Linked DNA regions of Sus scrofa: region 1 is linked to region 2. Evidence: chromatin contacts called from public HiChIP or PLAC-seq data. All regions are on one chromosome and are shown on one strand. Each heading gives the region's core, a stretch centred on a gene start, on an enhancer-like site or on the middle of the called end of the contact. The rest is flanking DNA. Distances are from core to core; before and after follow the strand shown.

Evidence for each region. HiChIP or PLAC-seq counts read pairs in DNA pulled down with a chosen protein or histone mark.
Region 1: a contact with region 2 is called in an H3K27ac HiChIP or PLAC-seq map of alveolar macrophages. The contact joins two enhancer-like sites. A contact is called at or near these places in 2 of 47 Hi-C or Micro-C datasets (liver and skeletal muscle) and 1 of 2 datasets of contacts at active chromatin or transcription factors (alveolar macrophages).

What each region holds. Positions count from the first base shown.
Region 1 is chr13:157,304,114-157,311,280 of Sscrofa11.1, reverse strand. All of the region lies in intron 5 of NXPE3 (NXPE family member 3), which reads left to right. Among named protein-coding and RNA genes, the nearest start is that of NXPE3, 30 kb to the left of the region's middle. Within about 2 kb of position 5,555, at least 4 of the 83 cell types and tissues checked have an H3K27ac peak or open chromatin away from gene starts, as enhancers often do. A contact at or near this core is called in alveolar macrophages, where this site is marked.
Region 2 is chr13:157,086,624-157,093,881 of Sscrofa11.1, reverse strand. All of the region lies in intron 1 of LOC102162881 (a long non-coding RNA gene), which reads left to right. Among named protein-coding and RNA genes, the nearest start is that of NFKBIZ, 180 kb to the left of the region's middle. Within about 2 kb of position 2,386, at least 3 of the 83 cell types and tissues checked have an H3K27ac peak or open chromatin away from gene starts, as enhancers often do. A contact at or near this core is called in alveolar macrophages, where this site is marked.

The DNA.
Region 1 (7,167 bases), core at 4,306-6,805, 210 kb before region 2:
TGGCTTGGCTTAGTGGGTGGGGGATCTGGTGTGGCTGTGAGCTGAGGTGTAGGTCCCAAACTTGGCTTGGGTCCCGCATTGCTGTGGCTGTGGTGTGGGTTGGCAGTTGTAGCTCAGATTCGACCCCTAGACTGAGGGCTTACATATGCTGCAGGTGTGGCCCTAAAAAGCAAAAAAAAAAAAAAAAAAAAAAAAAAGTCCAGCTTGGGGGAACTTCAAGAAGTTCACCTTAGTGACCAGCAGGGGGCACTTAAAGATCGTAAACGAAGGGCTCACGTTGTTCCTTCCATTCCTTCTTCCCTGTCTCCCTTCATTCCTTTTCCTCTTTTAAAAATGTTTTGTTCTCAGATAATTTTAGATTTAAGAGTTGTGAAACTATAGTACAAAGTTCCTGTATAGCTTTCACCCAACTTCCCCTAATGTTTGACATCTTAAGAAATCACAGAAACTTATCAAACCTAAGAATTTAACGTTAGTACAATATGATGATCTAAACTGCAGAGTTTTTTTGGATTGCATCAGTTTTTCCACTCATGTCCTTTCTTTGTTCCAGGATCCAGTGCAGATCTCACTTTGCATTTAATTGCACATTTCTTTTTATTTATTTATTTATTTATTTATTTAGTCTTTTTAGGGCCACACCCGTGGCATATGGAGGTTCCCTTCCAGGCTGGGGTCAGATCAGAGCTATAGCTGCTGGCCTATACCACAGCCACAGCCATGCGGGATCCTAGCTGCGTCTGTGACCTATAGCCACAACTCATGGCAATGCCAGATCCTTAACCTACTGAGCAAGGCCAGAGATTGAACCTGCGTCCCTGTGGATGATAGTCAGATCCGTTTCTGCTGAGCCAGGATGGGAACTCCCAAGTTGCTCATTTCTTCAATCTTCCTTCTGTGACAGATCCCCTGGCTCTTGTTCTATCTTTTTGATACTTTTGAAGAGCATTGGTCAGTTGTTTTTTTAGAATCTTTCTAGATTTGGGTTTGTCTAATGTTTTCTTTTGATTGAAATGAGGTTATGCAGTTTGGGAAAGACTAGGACAAAAATGATGTTGTGTGTCAGTTTATATTAGTAATGATGTTAACCTTGATCACTTGGTTAAAGAAGTGGTGTCTGCCTGGGTTTTCCACTCTATATTTACTCAGTGTTCTGGGGAGATACTTTGAGACTGTGGTAGGCTGAATAATGTCCCCTAAAGACATCCAGATCCTAATCCCTCACATTTGTGACTGTTACCTTATACGGCAAAAGAAACTTTGCATACATGATTAGCTTAATGGTTTTGAGATGAGGAGAGATTATCTGAGTGGGCCGTAGATACAATCATAAGTGTTCTTTTAAGAAGGAGGCAGAGGGAAAGTTCATAAGAAGACAGAAGGCCATGTAAAGATAGAAACAGAGATTTGAAGATGCTGTGATCCTGTCTTTAGAAGTGAAGAAGGGGGCCATGAGTCAAAGAATACAACTCTAGAAAACATGTCTTTCTGTTTCAGCTAGAAATGTGGAACTGAATCCATACTAGATCCTTCAGCTAGAGCATGGCTCTGCCGACACCTTGGTTTTGGCCCAGTGATACTCATTTTGGACTTCTGGCTTTCAGAACTATAAAATAACAAATTTGTATTGTTTTAAGCTACTAAATTTGTGGTAATTTGTTACAGCAGCTGCAGGAAACTAATACAGAGTCTATGTAGCATTCTGTTTCTGCTTCAACTCTCAACTGCTGACTTGAGCATCATGCCTAGAACTCCCTGCAGCAGTTATTTCTGTGGTGTTCTAATGGTGCTTGCTCTCTCCCTCTCATTCCTAATACCTTTGTTACTTGGAATTTTTCTGTAAGGAAGAGTTGTTCCTTCTTTACCATTTATTTAATTTTATCAATATAGACCCATGACTCTTTCATTCTTTTTTTTTTTTTTTCCTTTTTTTTTTAAAATTATTTTCCCACTGTACAGCAAGGGGGTCAGGTCATCCTTAGATGTATACATTGCAGTTACAGTTTTTTCCCCCATCTTTCATTCTTTGAGTTATAATTCAATTCAGTTGTTGTTCCAACTGTTCCAGTTTGGCTTCTGGGCGCTTTTGACATGCTTTCATCATTTTAATTAATTAACTCATTTTTTTGAGCACTTCCTTCCTTTCTGACACCACAAGATATGTCAGGCCCATCTTATATTTTCTTTGTTCAGGTCTTGGAAAAGTTCATAGTCTTTCAACTTTTATTATTTCACTTATAAATCTTATATTTTGAAGGTTTTATTTTTCCTATGATATTGCATTACTTATATATTAGTTAATTGATTTTCCTACAAGGTAAAATTGTTCTAAGATGCATATTTAGATCCTGGTGGATTGCTTAAGATTGCTACCCATTGTATGGGTATGATTCCAGTCAAAAGCAAAGAAACACTGCTTTTGATTAGAGTAGACTAGCTCATCACTGGCAAGCATCTGGTCTCTGACAGGCTTTCCCAGTGTCAGAATTACTGCCCAAGTTTTCATAAGCACCTCCATGGCAGTCCTCGCACAATTAGCCTGATGTCTTGATAGCTTCTAACATCAGCAGCTAAACCAGAGTTCATGTTTTGGGGGGAGCTTACTGAAAGTTTAGGATAGGACTAGATCTAATAGCAATAGACTACCAACATCTTTATAGCTTTTTACTGTTTTTCTCTATTGAACCCTATCTTATGTGCAATAGAGCACACAGATCATAAGCATATATTTAGTACGATGGAGTTTTATATCTGTACATAGCTTTGTAGCTTTGTAGGCCGGATTCTAAGGTTACTCCCAGTGATCCATGTCCTTATATAAACCCTTTCCTTCAATTATATGACAAAGCTGACTTTGAAGAAAGAGATTATTCTGTGTTGATTTGACCTAGTCACATAAGCCCAGGACATAATCACAGGGCCCAGATTCTTTCAAAAGAAAGACATTGAAAGAAAGTGTGAGAAAGATTCCACATGACGGAGATTCTTTGTTGCTGGCCTGAAAGATGCAGGAGGCCATGGGGTGAGGAAGGTAGGCAGCTTCTAGGAGCTGAGAGGCATTCCCTGGCTGTCGACCAGCAGGGAAATGAGAAACTCAGTCCTATAACTACAAGGAGCTGAATTTAGCTAATGAATGAGCTTGGAAGCAGATGCCTCTCCAGAGCTTTCAGGAAAGAACACAGCTCTGCTGACATCTGGTGAGATCCTGAGCACAGTCCCCAGCTATACCACACCCCAGACTCCCGACCTACAGAACTATGGGAAGATAAACGTCCTTTATTTTTAAACCATTAGGTTTGTGGTGGTTTTTGACACAGCAGTAGGAAACTAATAAGTTAACTATCACCCAGATCAAGATGTATAATATTTAGAGTACATAGAATATTTCTAGTCTTCAAGTATGGCCCCTTACTGTAAGTTAAAAATGTGCGTCCACACTATTACAGTATTGAATTTTCATAGCAACCCTTCATAATGGCTAGTAGTTTACCCATTTTATAGATAATGAAACCAAGGTCTAGGTCCAGTGAACTTAAAAGAGCAAAGGACTCATATCCTACACATAACACTCACACTCTGTGACCTGCTTTCTTCACCTTTGTAAGATATTTGGATTAGCTATTCTCTAGGCCCCTTTCAATATTCTCTTATTTGATAGCTATTTCTTTTTTTTTTTTTTTTTTTTTTTTTCTATTTCTTTGGGCCGCTCCCGCGGCACATGGAGGTTCCCAGGCTAGGGGTCGAATCGGAGCTGTAGCCACCAGCCTACGCCACAGCCACAGCAACGCGGGATCCGAGCCGCGTCTGCAACCTACACCACAGCTCACGGCAACGCCGGATCGTCAACCCACTGAGCAAGGGCAGGGACCGAACCCGCAACCTCATGGTTCCTAGTCGGATTCGTTAACCACTGCGCCACTACGGGAACTCCTGATAGCTATTTCTACCTTCTATAGCACTTTTAGCTTTCCTCTGTAAAATGCTTAGCTTTGAGGGAAATGAAATTTAAAGAACATGAGCTCCTGTTGTGGCTCAGTGGAAACAAACCTGCCTAGCATCCATGAGGATGCATGTTTGATCCCTGGCCTTGCTCAGTGGGTTAAGGATCTGGCGTTGCCATGAGCTGTGGTATAGGTTGCAGATGTGGTTTGGATCTGGTGTTGCTGTGGCTGTGGTGTAGGCCAGCCCCTGCAGCACTGATTTGACCCCTAGCCTGGGAACCTCCATATGCCATGTAGGCGGCCCTAAAAAAGGGCAAATAAAATAAAATAGAAAGAACAAAATCAAACCCCCCAATTTTTCTTTTTTGGCTGGGCCCACAACATGTAGAAGTTCTGAGGCCAGGGATTGAACCTGAGCCATTGCAATGACAACACCAGATCCTTAACCTGCTGTGCCAGCAGGGTAACTCCTAAGTCCCCAAGGTTTTCTAGAGAGAATTCAAGGGTAAACTCAAACTGCAGCCACTATAATTGTGGTGTGGCACGTGAGAGGGCATGCCCAGACAGTGCAGTGTACTGGCCCCATTCCTGTCTCCCGAGGGTGGCACCCAGGCATTCCTGTGCTCGCCTTCCCTGGTCAGGCAGTTGTCTGCCGCAGTTGTCTTTCTCCATCTTGTCTTTCTTTCCCCTCATGAACCATGTCCTCCCCTTTGAGCTGCTTTTTACTGTTCTTTCTTCTCCACCTAATTCCGTGCCAGAAAATTAAGGGACCTGTGTTCGCACATGTGCACACACCTCCCACCCTTAATTCACATGGTGTCCTCACCTGGCTCTTTCTAGATCACTTAGGGAAACTTATCTCTGCCTTTTCTCTCTCATTTTGTTCCATGTGTGGTCCAGATAGCCCTCATTATGGCTGGTGGATGACATGGGATGATGTTCTTTGGAGGAAAATGTAAGCTGCGGGCTTTTATTTATTTTGCTTTTTAGGGCCAAACCCATGGCATATGGAAGTTCCCAGGATAGGGGTTGAATCAGAGCTACAGCTGCCAGCCTATGCCACAGCCACAGCCTACGCCACAGCCACGCAGATCTGAGCTGTGTCTGTGACCTACACCACAGCTCAAGGCAACGCCAGATCCTTAACCCACTGAGCAAGACCAGGAATCAAACCCACGTCCTCATGGATACTAGTTGGATTCCTTTCCCCTGAGCCACGATGGGAACTCCCAGCTGCGGGCTTTTAAAGAGAAGCCAGAACATTTTAGAGAAGCAGGGGCCTTACTTACAAATAATCAAAACTGTCCCTCCTGATTTTGCATAAAAATCTTGATATCTGCTCTTACAACCACCTCTGTAAACTTCCTTCACCATCAGTGTTCAAGATAACCATAAAACTGAGTAATGACTCATTTTTGTTTTTAATTATTTTTATTCCACATGTAAGTTAAGGGTTATATAATGGATTTAAGGGGCTTTCATATCTCAAGTATCTTACGTGAAAATGTATTCTGAGTTCCAAGAAACAATGACTTTCTAAACAACCTCAGACTGCTTAAAAATCCTAGTAATCAGAGAATGTTTTCTCCCAGTTGACCATAAGAGGGCAATGTAGGTACACATATTTCACTTTAAAACTATGCTATTATCTAACGTTGCCTGTTTAAAGAATTAATGTCAGGTTCAGTAATTGATTTGCTTTGCTTGACTTAACTCTGGTAGTAAATACAATTAACATTTGAATGGAAATGGTAATTGTTTCCTGTGTTATATACATGTTTCTTTATAATACTTATTTAGCACGGAATAGTTGAGTCTTAACTGTGGTAAAAATTATAACTTCAAAATCACTTTTAATTCCCATTCCAGTAAATGTTTTCTTTGGGCTGCAGGTGTGTGCTCTGTGGCCTTGATGTGCTGATATAATGAGCTTCGGGCAAGGTGTGATGACATGGTAAAACCACACTTGGTCACATGTTGAGAAATTGTTTTTGAATAAGCCAAACAAATGCTTACTCTAACCCCCCTCCCATTTTTCTTTGATAAATTTTGATTAAATGCCATAAAAGCTCTCAAAATGCTGTTTACTTTTCAGTTTAGACCCCAAATCTGCAAAGAACTAGCAGATACCTATGAAAAAAACATTAAATATGCACTGTCTGTCAAATAGGGGATCGTCTTTGAAGGGAGTACAACCGAAATAATTTTGACTAATACAGATAATATCAAGAAGTCAAAGAAGTTGAAAATAGTCACAAATAGGAGACTCAGTTAAATTTAAATTTCTGAGTCATGACCTTTTGGATTTTGTGAGCCACGCGGGAAGTCCAAGAGCTTTTGGATTTTGAATTGTAGTTTAACAGGTGAGACTATAGAATTACTGGATTATGATCAAGGCTTGAACCTTGGGGTGTGTAAGGAAGTGACATAAAATGACTGGTGGTTTCTTGAAGACTGTAGATTTGAATAAGTGTTAGAAATGAATAAATGTACACTTTCAGGAAAAAAGCCAAAAAGAGAATGGTCAGTCTCTACAAGCACCTCTTTTTGAGAGGCGATGTAGCCTAGTGATTGAGAGCGTGGGCTGGGGGCTCACCTGCATGGATTAGATCCTGGCTTTACCACCTACCAGCTCTAGGGCTGAGGACCAGTTCCTTAACTATTTTGAAAGGTAGGAATAATAATAGGACCTACCTTAAAGGGTTATCATGAGCATCATATGAGATGATATATTTAATTGCTCAGAACAGTGTCTGGTACACAGTAACTTGCGAGAAATATTAGGCATCCCTGTTTGGTGTGAAGCATGTAAAGCGTGCTGTTTTCTCAGTGGCATTTTCTGAGGGAGGTGTTGGGGCAGAAGGGCGTTGACTCTCCCTCTGGAAAGGTGTCCTGGGCTTGTGTTATCCTGTGTAGCTAGGCTACAAGCATGAGTACACACTGCTGGTGCAATTTTAATATCGTTTATTGTGCATAACGACTTTTAAACCTTTTGTGTTATGGGGAGTAATTCTTTAGACTGTATGTCATTGGTTTGTTTTCTGTAGTTAGTGGTGGTTTTATGAGTTACTATTTGACTGGAGGATCCATGGGTTGAAACTTTCTGTTTAAGGTTGAAACACAGTAAACTAATATTACTATGTTTATGTAAAGCATGAATTTAAGTTCTTACTTACCTCATAGGCATTTGGATGAGAAGCTTTTCTCCTGTTCTGAGATAATGCTG
Region 2 (7,258 bases), core at 1,137-3,636:
GAAAATCATGGACGTGGAGAAGAGACTTGTGGCTGCCTGATGGGAGGGGGAAGGAGTGGGAGGGATCGGGAGCTTGGGCTTATCAGACACAACTTAGAATAGATTTACAAGGAGATCCTGCTGAATAGCATTGAGAACTATGCCTAGATACTCATATTGCAACAGAAGAAAGGGTGGGGGAAAAATGTAATTGTAATGTATACATGTAAGGATAACCTGACCCCCTTGCTGTACAGTGGGAAAATAAAAAAAAAAAAAAGAAAAAAAAAGAAAAAACAAAAACCAAAACAAACAAAAAAACCCCCATAAAACCCAGTGAAAAATGAAAAAAATATTTGAACAGATGCTTTACCTAAGAAGATTTACAAATGGCAAATGAATACATAAAAAGAGTTTCAGGAATTCCCATTGTGGCTCAGCATGTTAAGGACCTGCTGATTGTGAGGATGCAGGTGTAATCCCTGGCCTCACTCATTGGGTTAAGGATCTGGCATTGCCTTAAGCGGTGATGTAGGTTGCAGATGTGGCTCAGATCTGATATTGCCATGGCTGTGGGAAAGCCCACAGCTGCAGCTCCAATTCCACCCCTGCCCTGGGAACGTCCATATGCTGCAGGTGCAGCTGTAAAGAGGAAAAAAAAAAAAAGAGGTTCAACATCATTCAGGGAGTATAAATTAAGATGACAATAAGATTCCAGTATAAACCTATTAGAATGGCTGACATTAAAATGTATGTAACAAGTGTTGGTAAAGATGTGGAGGAAGTAGAACTCCTTTCCACCTCTGATGGGAGTGTTAAATTATATGGTGCCTTTGGAAGAAGGATTGGTTGGTTGAATAATGGCACCTCAGAGATGTTGATTTCTTAATACCTAGAACCTGTGAGGAGATTTCATGGTAAAGGGACTTTATGGACATGATTGAGTGAATGATTTTAGAGATCCAAGAGATTATACTGGATTATCCAGGTGAGTACAATATAATCACAAATGTCCTTGTAAGGGGAGGAAGGAGGATGAATCAGCAATAGGAAGTGTGATCACAGAAGGAGAAGTTCAATTTCTGAGAAAGAGACCATGAGCCTGGGGAGTGAGTGAATGCAGGCTGGTGGGTAAAAAAGGAAAGAGCAAATTGATTCTCCCTTGAAGTCTCCAGAAGGAACATAGACCGGGCAACATCTTGACTTCTACTACTGGAAGAGATAAATTTGTGTTGTTTTAAAGCATACTTTTTTTTTTTAGGGCCGCACCTGTAGCATATGGAGGTTCCCAGGCTAGGGGTCCAATCGGAGCTACAGCTGCTGGCTTACACTGTAGTCACAGCAACGTCATATCCAAGCTGTGTCTGCACCTACACCACAGCTCACAGCAACGCCAGATCCTTAAACCACTGAGTGAGGCCAGGGATTGAACCCGCCACCTCATGGTTCCTCTTTGGATTCGTTTCCACTGTGCCAGGATGGGAACTCTGTACTCTCTTTCTCTCTTTTGTTTTTTTTTTTGTAGTTTGTTATAGCAGTAATAGGATGGGCAATTCTTAAAATGTTAAACATATATCTAACCTGTAGATAACCTAATTCTTCCTTTCCTAGATATTTATGCAAGAGAAATTAAAACATATGTACATCCAAAAACTTGTATGTCAATATGTACAGAAGTGTTATACATAATAGCTAAAACATGGAAACAGGTCAAATGTCAGAGGTGAATGAATAAACAAATGACAATATATCCAAACAATAGAATGTGGAACTAAGCAATAAAAAAATAATAAACTATTGATAAATACAACATGTATGAATCTCAGAATAATTATGCTTAGTACAAAAGCCAGAAAAAGAGAGTATATACTGTAAAATTCCATTTTAAAAAATTATAGAAAATGCAATCTGATCTACTGTGACTAGTATTTGCTTGGGATGGAAGATAGAGAACAGGGAAGAGTGAAAAGGAAGGTTTATAAAAAGTCATAAGGAAACTTTTGCAGGTGATGGATATTTTCATTGCCTTGATCATGATGATTTCAGAAGAATAAGCATTATTAAAATTTATCCAATTGTATACTTTAAATATAATTTATAATTGTATGGGAATTTTTTCTAAAACAACAACAGTAGCAGCAGCAAAGAGCATATGCCTTATACTCTTGTTGTGAAGCTTAAATGAAATGCTATACATATCACTTCCTCTAACTCCTGGCATGTAGTAAGAACTCAGTAAGTTTTAGCTATTATTATTTTTCACTTTTGAGGATGGAGTGGTAGAGCTATAAATAATTGTGAATTACCAAGGATATTTTGAAATAAATGTCAGGTCTCACTTTCTAGCAGTAGATATTGAGGAGAAAAATGAGGAACAGACTTATTAATATAGCATTTTATTACATATACTGCACAAAGATATGATGCAATCAGGGTGTGGCTCAATGGTGGTCTTTCTATTTTAGAGTAACAGCTGTGAAATCTTTTCTTGTTCTTGGTTTATAAAGTTTGCTTACCAAGTGACAAGGGTTCTATCGTATTTGGGGGGCATATTAGCTGCTTTCCAAATATCTGTCAGATTGAACTGAATTAATTATTTCATCTCTGTAATTCAGGAACTTGAAATTCATGGCCATGTGTACTATGTAAGTTAATTAACCTCAACTCAATTTTGGAGATTCCTTGCCTCAAGATACTTAGTCCTCTGTGATGAAAAATATTTAGTTAGTAATAGACAGGAAGCAGTGACTTAAGAGAAGAACACGCCTGGGGAACTCCAGAAAAGTAGGGGGAAGTGTCTAGAAGAAGTGGGGTTGGGCTGGGCCACAGAGGGCAAGGTACTTCCACTTCCCATGGTTTTCACATGTCCTTTCCTCAATGGAGTAGACTTTTCACCAAACAATAGATATTTGTGTTTTCTTTCTAAGTTCTTGTTCTTGCAGGGTTAGGAGCTGGGTACTTCTAGGTGGCATGACAATTCTTTCTTCTACCTTGTGTCTATCCCTCAAGTTAGTTTGTCTCTAATCATGGAACTGAGCTGGTTGCATGGAACTGTTGGTTCCCTACAGAACATCATCCCAAAGTACAGTTGCTTAATCTTGGTCAAGTTTAACATCTAAGTGAGGTTAGGACTTTAAATTTTAGTCTTCTTCAGGGTAGAGTAAAAGGATTTTCCTATACTGACAACAGCTGGCTATTTTTTAGAGTTCAACTAAAAAATATTTTCTTAAGAGCAAAAATAAAGCAATATGACCTAATCAAACTTACAAGCTTTTGAACAGAAAAGGAAACCATAAAAAAAGAGACAACTTGTGGAATGGGAGAAAGTAATTGCAAACAATGCAACAGACAAGTGCTTAATCTCTAGAACATACAAACAATTCAGACAACCCAACAGCAAAAAAACAAACAACCAACTGAAAAATGGGCAGAAGATCTAAGTGGACATTCTATCTTTTTTTTTTTTTTAGGGCCGCATTTGTGGCATATGGAGGTTCCCAGACTAGGAGATGAATCAGAGCTGTAGACACTGCCTATGCCACAGAAGCAGCAATGCCAGATCTGAGCTGCATCTGTGACCTACACCATAGCTCACAGCAATGCTGGATCCTTAACCCACTGAGTGAGGCCAGGGATCGAACCTGTGTCCTCATGGATGCTAGTCAGATTCGTTTCTGCTGAGCCGCGATAGGAACTCTGACATATCTCCAAAGAATACATGCAGATGGTCAACAGGCACATGAAAAAATGCTTAACACCACTAACTATTAGAGAAATGCAAATTAAAACTACAGTGAGGCACCACCTCACACCAATCAGAATGGCCATCATTAATAAGTCTACAGATAACAAATGCTGGAGAGGGTGTGAGAAAAGGGAACCTTTCTGCACTGTTTGTGGTAATGTAAATTGGCACAACCACTATGGAAAACAGTATGGCGGTACCTCAGAAAACTAAGTATAGAAATACTATATGATCCAGCAGTCCCACTCCTAGGCATCTTTCCAGACAAAACTTTCATTGAAAAAGACACATGCACCCCTATGTTCACTGAAGGACTATTTGCAATAGCCAAGACATGGAAACAACCTAAATGTCCATTGACAGATGAATGGATTCAGAAGATGTGGTACATATACTCAATGGAAAACTATTCAGCCATAAAAAGAACAACATAATGCCTTTTGCAGCACCATGGATAGAACTAGAGATTTTTATACTAAGTGAAATTAAGTCAGAAGGAGAAAGAAAAATACCATATGATTTACTTACATGTGGAATTTAAAGTATGACAGAGATGAATCTATCTACAGAACAGAAACAAACAGACACAGAGAGGAGACTTTTTGTTGCTGAGAGGGAGGGGAGTGGGATGGACAGGGAGTTTGGGTTTTTAGATGCAAACTATTACATTTAGAATGGATAAGAAATTAGGTCCTACTGGGAATTATATCTAATCACTTGTGATAGAATTTGATAGAATATAATTTGAGAAAAAGACTGTATATGTTTGTGTGACTGGGTCACTTTGCTGTATAGCAGAAATTGATAACACATTATAAATCAACTATAATAACAAATAAAAAGAAAAAATTTCTAATTATAAAGGCACTGCAAGGACAGGATATATTTCTTATATATTAACACATGAAAGATGCTCATTATCGTGAATAATCAAGGAAATGCAAATTGGAATCACAGATACCACGACATTGACAAATTTCAGTCTGTCAGTATCAAGGGTGAGTGAGGATATCGAACAAGAACTTTTGTATACTGCAGGTGGGAGTGTATATAAACTGATGGCAACCACTTTTCTTTCTTTCTTTCTTTCTGTCTTTTGTCCTTTTTAGGGCCGAACCTGAGGCATATGGAGGTTCCCAGGCTAGGGGTCTAATCGGAGCTGTAGCTGCCAGCCTACACTACAGCCACAGCAATGCCAGATCTGAGCTGCGTTGCAACCTACACCATAGCCCACAGCAATGCTGGATCCTCAACCCACTGAGCGAGGCCAGGGATTGAACCCGCAACCTCATGGTTCCTAGTCGGATTCATCTTTGCTGCGCCATGACAGAAACTCCTACTTTTATTTTAGATTGAAGTATAGTTAATTTACACAATTAACACAAAAGTAATACAAATTTACAGTGTTGTGTTAGTTTCAGGTATACAGCAAAGTGATTCAGTTATATACGCATGTATTCTTTTTCAGATTCTTTTATAGGTTATAAAATATTGAATATAGGAGTTCCTGTCATGGTGCAGCGGTTAACTAACAAGATAACTTGTTGGTTATCTATTGTATATATAGTAGTGTGAAATATGCATGCATCCCAATGTTCATTGCCAGCACTATTTACAATAGCCAAGGCATGGAAGCAACCCAAATGTCTATCAACAGATGAATGGATTAAGAAGATGCAGTATGTATATGCACAATGTAATATTACTCAGCCATAAAAAAGAATCTCCTTTTGTAGGAGATGTCCTATGCATCCCAGTTGTGCACTCCCTTCTGGTCGCCAGAGCTATATGCTCTGGTTTTGTCCTCTGTTTAGGTTGTGGGTCCTTTTGCTTTGGCAAGCTGACTACTGTGGGCAGTCTGATATGCCTGGCTGGTCTCTGGTCTGATTGGTTGCTAGGCCTTGCCTTGTGTGGAGGTTGCCAGCCATTGGTGGGCACAGTTGGATCATGATGCTGCTGGCTGCAGAGGCCCCAGGGCGGGGTATCCCAGAGGTAGTGCTGGCCCACCAGTAGACAGAGCTGAGTTCTGGAGTGGGTGGTGGCAGATCTGGGGGTCCCAGGTTAGTCTCAGCCTGTTGGTGACCAGGGCCAGTTTCTGACATGGCTGGCTGCAGGGTCTGTGGTGTCCCAAAGCTAGTGCTAGACTGCTGGTGAGTGGGGCTGGGTCAGCCGGATAAGGGGCCTGAGGTGTCTCAGAGCTGGTGCTGGCCTGCTGTTAGGTAGGGCTGGGGAGGAGGGGATCTCAGGGATGGTGCCCACCCACTGATGGGTAAGGCCCAGGCCTAGTGGATTCTGGAACTAGGACTGGCTTACTGGTACATAGATCTAGGTCCCAGGGACCTAACTGCAGGGCTCTGGGGTCCTGAAGTTGTTTTTTTGCCCTGTTGGTGGGCTGGGCCAGTGCCCATAGTTTTTTAGGGCTGTTACCAACCCACTGGTGGGTGAGGCCAGTCCTGGGGCTCATGTTGGCCCATTGATGGGTAGATCTGGGTCCTGGGGTATCTGACTTTGGGGTCCTGGGTGATCTGATGTGAGGGCTAGCACACTGGTGTGTGGGCTGTGGTAGACAAGACTGGGTCCTGGGGTGGCTGTGGGCCCAGGTGGTTTGAAGTCAGCAGGCCTATTCATGGTAGGCCTGTGTCTCAGTGTTAATAAACTACAAGGGGGATTCCAAAATTGTGCCTGTAATTTTTTTTTTTTAGATTTAACATAATACATTTAAAGTGCCATTCATGCATGTCACCTCTGGCAGCAACAGTCCTAACGACACCTGGAATATTTCCTTAAGCACTAGACAGTTAAAAAGAATAGGTGCTGTTCATCAGAGAGGCAAACTATGAAATTGTGCAACAGCAAAACTGTAGAAACATTAAAACACTGACTACCCAACCACAGCACAGAGAGTATCCTCACGGTAGAGTGAGCTCCCCAAAATTATTTTCCATAGCCATCTGGCTCTCCTGAAAGTAAGCCCTGCTGGCCTTCAAAGCCAGATATTTTGGGAGCTCATTTTCCTAATGCAGGACCCTCGGCTGTGGAGCCTGAGGTGGGGCTTGGTTCCCTCGCTTTCTGGGGAGAGCCTCTGCAATTTTAATTATCTTCCCATTTGTGGGTTGCCCACCTGGGGGTGTGGGTGTTCACTGTACCACATCTGTGCCCCTCCTACCATCTCATTGTGTTTCCTTTATATCTTTTATTGTAGAGGCTCTTTTCTGCTAGTCCTCTGGTTTTTGACATAGTTATTCTGTCAGTGGTTATAATTTTGGTGTGCCAGCGGGAGGAGATGATCTCAGGGTCTTCCTACTGTGCCGTTTTTGCCCCTCCCTTGATTGTTTCAAATTCTTAAATTCTGGTTCTCCTGTTGATATTTAAAAGTAGGTGCTATCAAGTACATCAGAGTCACTCTGAGTTTCTACAGAGAGAGAAGAGTTTGTCTTTTTCTCAAAGCATTCCTTCCCACCCAAAACATTTGGAGATTAAGAAACCTCCCCAAAATTTAAATGAAAAAAGTTGATAATATATATTTGTAAGGTA